2 separate regions of the Mus musculus genome follow, and region 2 is linked to region 1. The links are chromatin contacts, called in public HiChIP or PLAC-seq maps. All regions are on one chromosome and are shown on one strand. Each heading gives the region's core, a stretch centred on a gene start, on an enhancer-like site or on the middle of the called end of the contact. The rest is flanking DNA. Distances are from core to core; before and after follow the strand shown. Region 1 has its middle 150 kb from the start of 1700010I02Rik. Region 2 has its middle 52 kb from the start of 1700010I02Rik.

Region 1 (3,259 bases), core at 516-3,015:
GCATCTCTTTCTGCTTAGGGTTATGGTTAGGAGTAGGGATAGGGATAGGTAGGAGTAGTGGTAGGGTTAGTGTGTCTGATGTCCACATCTACAGCATTGCTCCCCTTGAGAAGAATGTCTTCACAGGTTAGCTAATTCCTAGAGAGCTGATAATGTTTCAGCAGAAAACACATGTTTCCTATTATCCCTCAGCTTTGACATATTTGTGGCATCTCTTTTCTCTGGGTATGTTCTTCATTTCTCTCTCTGTTATGTGGAAGCTATCCACACTGTCAGTGTTTTGTATCCAGGATATGAAAAAGAGTTTCTGTCCTCAAGTAGCCTCCCATCTGGCCAATCTGGTAAAGCTTATTTGTGGGCTGAGTATGTGTCTGTGTACAAAGACCACAAAATTTCAAAAAGTCCAATTCATACAATTTCTATATGTTTTTACTTTCTCAACTCAAATTGGTAATTCTGATTGATAATTAAAACCCTTTTATATGTGTACTTATGAATATGAATTGAATTTTAACAGTGTATTGGTCGTATAAAATTTTAGGCTGTATCTCTTAGATTAAGTAAGATGTTTGAGGAATATGTATCTCTATCTATCTCTATTGCTATTTCTTGCAAAGGAAATGCTTCTCAGAGGAATTAAGACTCCATAGAAGCTTCTTTGTATATGGTAACCTAGCAAACTGACTACTGTAATCTCTTTTGGATTGTTTTAAGGGGGCAGGGGCAGATTAAAGTTAGAGTCAGTCTATCAGATTTAAATTAAGAACAGGGCTTGGAATACCACATTGTGCTGTGGAATAATGGACCTTTATAGGGTGCAGGCTTTACATAATTAAGGGAAAAAAATTAAAGGATTGAGTGTGTGAAAGATGGGACTGGAAAATTTGAGATAGCACAAACAAGTCTTAAGTGATGCCATGTGCAGCCGAGTCAGGAGTTGTGGGAATTTTGGGAAACCAGGCTACTTAACTGCAGGAGCTGTTGGTGGAGAAGAATGTGGGAGGCTGTTGCCTCTGCTCACTCATGGCTGACCTGGAAATTCTAACTCTGTGAGAAGCCAAGGGGGATATATGATCAGGGAGAGCAAAGCTGGGCAGGAGCAAGAACCTGCAAGTCTCCTTCCATCAGACTTTCTCAGCAGCCAATCACAAAGCCCTTCAGAAAACAGTGACCCAAGCCTTCCTTTCTCCTTTAAATTATTTGTGACTATAAGCCAACTTCACTTCAGAAGCAAACAAGGAGAGGACTTCTAAAATTATAGTTAGGTAACATTGTCTACCCAAAACAATCACATTACACCCTAGTTCTTAGGTAACATGGACTAAAATTGGCAAACATTCTTTTTGCTTAGAAGACAGTAGATTGAACTAATTATAGAAGCTTATATGAAAAGGTATATGAATGTTCATTAAGTGATGATTAAATGGCTCTAAAACATTCATTTTGTTTGGATGAAATGTTTAAAGACCTTAATACACAAAAAAATAGTACAAAGGGTTAACTTGAACTCTAAACTGCTGCAGAGGCTCTGAGTCCCTTTGTCTGTGTTGAACGGATCTCTAGTTGCAGATGGGCAAGGAGTCAGCGAATGACAGACAGATCAACATGGTAGATTGTGTAGAATCTGAATGTAATTTGTCAAGTTGAGCATCAAACTTTTTATACAGAAGAATAACAAGAAACCAGGCGAGATACATCCACTGAGTTACAGTGACACAATACAAAAGAAATTTATACTTCAAAAGAAGGCAGGGACCAGGCCGCTGCCACTAAGAAGGGAGCCAGGTGTAATGCTAGTCTATTGTTAAGCCTACCACCAGGGGTTCTTAGTAAAAGCCTGATTTCTTTGGGCCTAGTGAAGAAACCTGTCTCAGGGGGATTCCCTAACTCTTTCATGGTGAACCCACCTGTTCACTAGGCCATTGTGAATTCCCTTGTCTGGGTAAGACTGGCTATTGCCTCAAGTAAACACTCGGCAGACCAGCCCTCAGCTATTCTGGCTCTGTTCTTTGTAATGTCTAATTAGTTTCACTGTCTCTACTAGAAGTAAATTTGAATGTTACTGAATAGAAAACCTCACTGAATTCCTACTGAATTCCAAGTTTGTTGACTTCAAGGATTTTCTGGGACATTGGAACATTGGCGAAGGCTTAGCTATGTCAGAATTCAATCTTAAAAGGCATTTATAATAAAATAATTCTAAATGAGAGCACGTGGATCCATACACCAGACTAACGCAGGGATAGGGTATGAATATATGGGTTATGAGAACGCCAAAGTTCTAGGAGGTGAGTTTCCATGAAACTCTTTGCCTCGTGAGTGCTCCCAGGTCTCTTGGCCTGCCAAGCAAACTTCACTGGAGTGTGAATAGCACTAAACAAAATATTCCAATTGCAATTATTTTGATAAAGTATTAAATTAATATAAAAACTCTGTCATTTCATTTTGTCTGAATAATTGAAACCCTATTTATCACTCTAAGTACTCTCATGGGAATCTATATAGTAATCTTCTGCTTTTTGTCTTTTTACCCTTAAATTCCAAAATGGAGTAAATACATTACATATAGCCAATGAACCTTGTCATCCTCAGACCTTGTTGTAAGCCTCTGGACCTGTTAATAATTGTTTTGAAATTTTATCTAAGTTGCCTAATTAGAACAGTTACCATCAATAACTTCAAATGTAATGTATCTTACATTAAAACCTCTGAAGAGTACATGCCCCTATTCTTTTTGATCATCCTTATTAACCAAGAGTAAAAACAAATAGGTTGATATGAAAAATGATATTCAGCATCCATCACACTGTTATATGCAGTTGGGGAAGAGGTTAGAATTCCAGCTATTTGTGAACAGGCCTGAGTTTTTCTTTTTCTTTTTTCTTTTTTTTTTTTTTGTTTTTTTGTTTTGTTTTTTTATATTCCTTCTTTTTATTTAATTTTTTTTTATTTCCCTTCCTGGTCCACCCTCTGACTGTTCCACATTCCATACCTCCTCCCTGCCTGTATCTCCATGAGGATATCCCCAATCACAGACCCCACACCTCACCAGACCTCAAAACCCCCTGGGACCTCCATTATCTTGATTGTTAGGTGCATCTTCTTTGACTAAACTCAGACCTGCTAATTCTCTGCTGTTTATGTGTTGAGGGCCTCATATCAGCTGGTATATATCTTGCTGGTGATCAAGTGTCTGAGAAATCTTGGCGGTCCAGGTTAATTGAGACTGCTGGTCCTCCTACAGGTTTGCACTCCTCCT
Region 2 (3,259 bases), core at 287-2,786, 200 kb after region 1:
AGGGACCCATGGCTCTAGCTGCATATGTAGCAGAGAATGGCCTTGTCAGACATCAATGAGAGGAGAGACCCTTGGCCCTGTGAAGGATCTCCCAGTGTAGGAGAATGCCAGGGTGGGGAAGTAGGAGTCGGTGGGTGGGTAGGTGAGCACCCTCATAGAAGCAGGGTAGGGAGGATGGGGTAGGGGACTTTCAGAAGGGAAGCTGAGAAATATGGTAACATTTGAAATGTAAATAAATAGAATATCCAATAAATTTTAAAAAATTTCTAACTCAATCTTAGGCTGGTCTAATATTTAGCCCAATATTAGAGATTCCTATTGTAGATAACTAATATTCTTAATTGTCTAGCAAAGTTAATTCTGAGCACAGCCCCCACTTCCAGAGAATCTCTGGCCTTTTCACTAATTCTAAAACCAGCCTGGAGACTGAGCTTGAGCCTTGCTAATTTGCAACTGAATAAAGTACCTGGACTTCCCCAAAAGAAGCTTTGTGATGTTACTCTCACTGTCTAAGATTTTGTCTTTCAAGCAGGTCAATCAACACCTTCAGCCTGACTGCAGTATTCGTACATCCCCGCCCCCAAGAGCATTCAGGTGGCAGCTGCTATTTTCATTCTAAAGACATTCCTGCATATGTTGTGGCTTTAGGTCTGATTTGAGATTTAGGTTTTCTATTAGAGCTAAAAAGGCAGAAATTTCAGATATTAGCAATAGTCACTTGGACACTTGGAACATTGATGAATTGGCCATAGATTTAAAAATAACCTAAATACATTGAATCCCCTAGATTGGGTTCAATATATAATCCTATTTGCTATAATTATTGGCACTATTTTATTAGTAATCATTGTGTTTCCACTCATCTTTAGAGCACTCCTAAAATCTGTAGCTACGACGAGGCGGGACATCCTAGAACTTCAGCTAAATAATAAAAGTACAGGGGGAATGCCACGCATACTCCGGTGAAGTCTGCTTGACAGGCTAAGAAGCCTAGAAAGCACTCGTGAGGCAAGAGTTTCACAGAAGCTCACCTCCTGGAGCCTTGGCGTTCTCATTAACCCGCACACTCTTACCCTATCCCCGAGTTTGTCTGGTGTATGGATCCATGTGCTCTCCTTTACAGTTATGTTACTATAGTGCCTTTTAAATTTGAATCTTGACATAGTTAAGCCAGTGTTCCAAAGTCCAAGAAAGACTGAGTAACTGATTACTTAGAATTCAACTAGGAAGTTACCTATTCAGTAACTAATTAGCATTATAAAAAAGACCGAGCCAACAGATCAGGGCTAGTCTGCTAGATGTTTACTAGGACAGTCTTATCCAGATATGGTTTACCTTAAGAAAAGTTAAGAAATCCCACTGAGACAGGTTTCTTCTTTAGGTCCTAAAATTCAGGCAGAACTATAGAGTATAAATAAATTTTATGCCTCAGGCCAGCCTTTTCTTTTTTATATTAACAACAGGGAGGAGATGTAACCCCCCTCCCCAGCCTGAAACCTGGCTGATCAAGTTTCACTGTTAGCACAAAGAAAGCATCAGGGTGGGGCCTGCCACCCTGTCACGCCCACTTCTACTGCCCGCTGCCTAGCTGTTCGGAGCTATCACGTGGTCACTTGAAACTTTACTCCAGGATGATTTGGCGGGGAATTGGCCCCCTTCCCCTGTTTCATAACCCAGTGTCGGAAATGGTAAAATCAAACCTTGATCAGACTGATTGTCTTGGTTCTGTCTTTCTCTCGTGCTGCCTAGCCCCCCTTCTTCTCTTCCAGGTTTCCAAGATGCCTTTCCAGACTAGAACCCAGGCATGTGAGCTGCTGGCCAGACGCAACACTGAAGTAAAAGCCATCCAGAGACTGCTCCACCTAGGGATTTATCTCATCTGCAGACACCAAACCCAGACACTATGGCTGATGCCAAGAAACATTTGCTGACAGGAGCGTGGTATAGCTGTCCCCTGAGAGTCTGTGCCAGAGCCAAACTAATGTGGCTCTGAGCAGCAAATCACGAAACTGAGCACAAGGACCTCAATGGAGGAGTTAGGGGAAGGACTGAAGGAGCTGAAGGGGTTTGCATCCCAATAGGAAGAAATACAATATTAACCAACCAGACTCCCTCAAAGCTCCCAGGGAGCTACCAACCAAAGAGTGCACATGGAGGGACACATGGCTCCAGCTGTGTATGTAACAGAGAATTGTTTACCTTAGCTGACATCAGTGAGAGGGGAGTCCCTTGGTCCTCTGAAGGCTCAATAACCCAACATAGGACAATGGTTGGGCCCCGAGACAGGAGTAGGTAGATGGGTGGGGGAGCACCCTCAAAGAAGCAGGAGATATGGGGGAGGGTGTATGGGGTTTGTAGAGGGGTACCTGGGAAATGTAATTATTTACATTTGAAGTGTAAATAATTAAAATAACCAATAAAAAACAAAGCAAAGAAAAAATAAAAGACAAGTGATGTATTCTTACAATACATAAGACATTCTCTCTATAATAGATACTTAGTAAATGTTAATATATGGATGTCTCTGAAATCTAGTAACGTAAGACTGTAATTCCCAGAAAAAAAAGCTATGGCTAGAGCTTTGGTGTTCTGACAAACTTTAGGCTATTTGAGCTGCCACAGAGAAATTCTATAACCTGCATAGCTTATAAACAACAAAAACCTGTTTCCTAGTTCCCAAGGTTGAGAAGGCAAGGTTCAAGATATTCTCAGATTCAGTGTCTGATAAGAACTAGATTGTATATGATGCCTTTACCTGTGTTCTCATATAGTGGAAGTACCTAGCTATTTCTCTGGAACTTAGACTATCAGTCCCAAACACAAAGCCTACTTTAATTATGGTTCTTTAACACTTCAAACTACCTTCTATCCCACCTACAAGAGGATATGGGAAAAGAAAGGTTCATGGAAAATGGGAGTTTTGAACCTCTTTAGTAGCAGTTCTTTGGGGCAATTCCAATCTTCATTGTTAAGATATCAAGCCAGTTGAAGATATCAAAACACAAGTCATAGTGGCAGTGCAGTCTAATCAGCAAATACCAAACACAAATCAATAGCAGTGGCTTCATCCAGAAAAAAAAAATCTTCACCTCCCAAAATTTTCATCTCCCACTAACACTGAAGGTTAAGATTTCACTCTGCCTCAAGAGAAGTAAGGCAAAGAGCAACAACTGTCAGTCCATGTCTCTCAAATTGTCTCCTAGGAAAGGAGATAATTTTACATTTTATTATCTCTAAATGATAACAATATCAATTGCTC

Evidence for each region. HiChIP or PLAC-seq counts read pairs in DNA pulled down with a chosen protein or histone mark.
Region 2: an H3K27ac HiChIP or PLAC-seq map of embryonic stem cells shows a contact between it and region 1, with 6 times the contacts expected there. The contact joins two enhancer-like sites. A contact is called at or near these places in 2 of 484 Hi-C or Micro-C datasets (both in embryonic stem cells) and 9 of 115 datasets of contacts at active chromatin or transcription factors (embryonic stem cells, epiblast stem cells and stem cell-derived epiblast-like cells).

The regions. Positions count from the first base shown.
Region 1 is chr3:7,803,391-7,806,649 of GRCm38.p6, forward strand. No RefSeq gene overlaps it. Among named protein-coding and RNA genes, the nearest start is that of 1700010I02Rik, 150 kb to the right of the region's middle. Within about 2 kb of position 1,766, at least 7 of the 459 cell types and tissues checked have an H3K27ac peak or open chromatin away from gene starts, as enhancers often do. A contact at or near this core is called in embryonic stem cells and stem cell-derived epiblast-like cells, where this site is marked.
Region 2 is chr3:8,005,300-8,008,558 of GRCm38.p6, forward strand. No RefSeq gene overlaps it. Among named protein-coding and RNA genes, the nearest start is that of 1700010I02Rik, 52 kb to the left of the region's middle. Within about 2 kb of position 1,537, at least 22 of the 459 cell types and tissues checked have an H3K27ac peak or open chromatin away from gene starts, as enhancers often do. A contact at or near this core is called in embryonic stem cells and stem cell-derived epiblast-like cells, where this site is marked.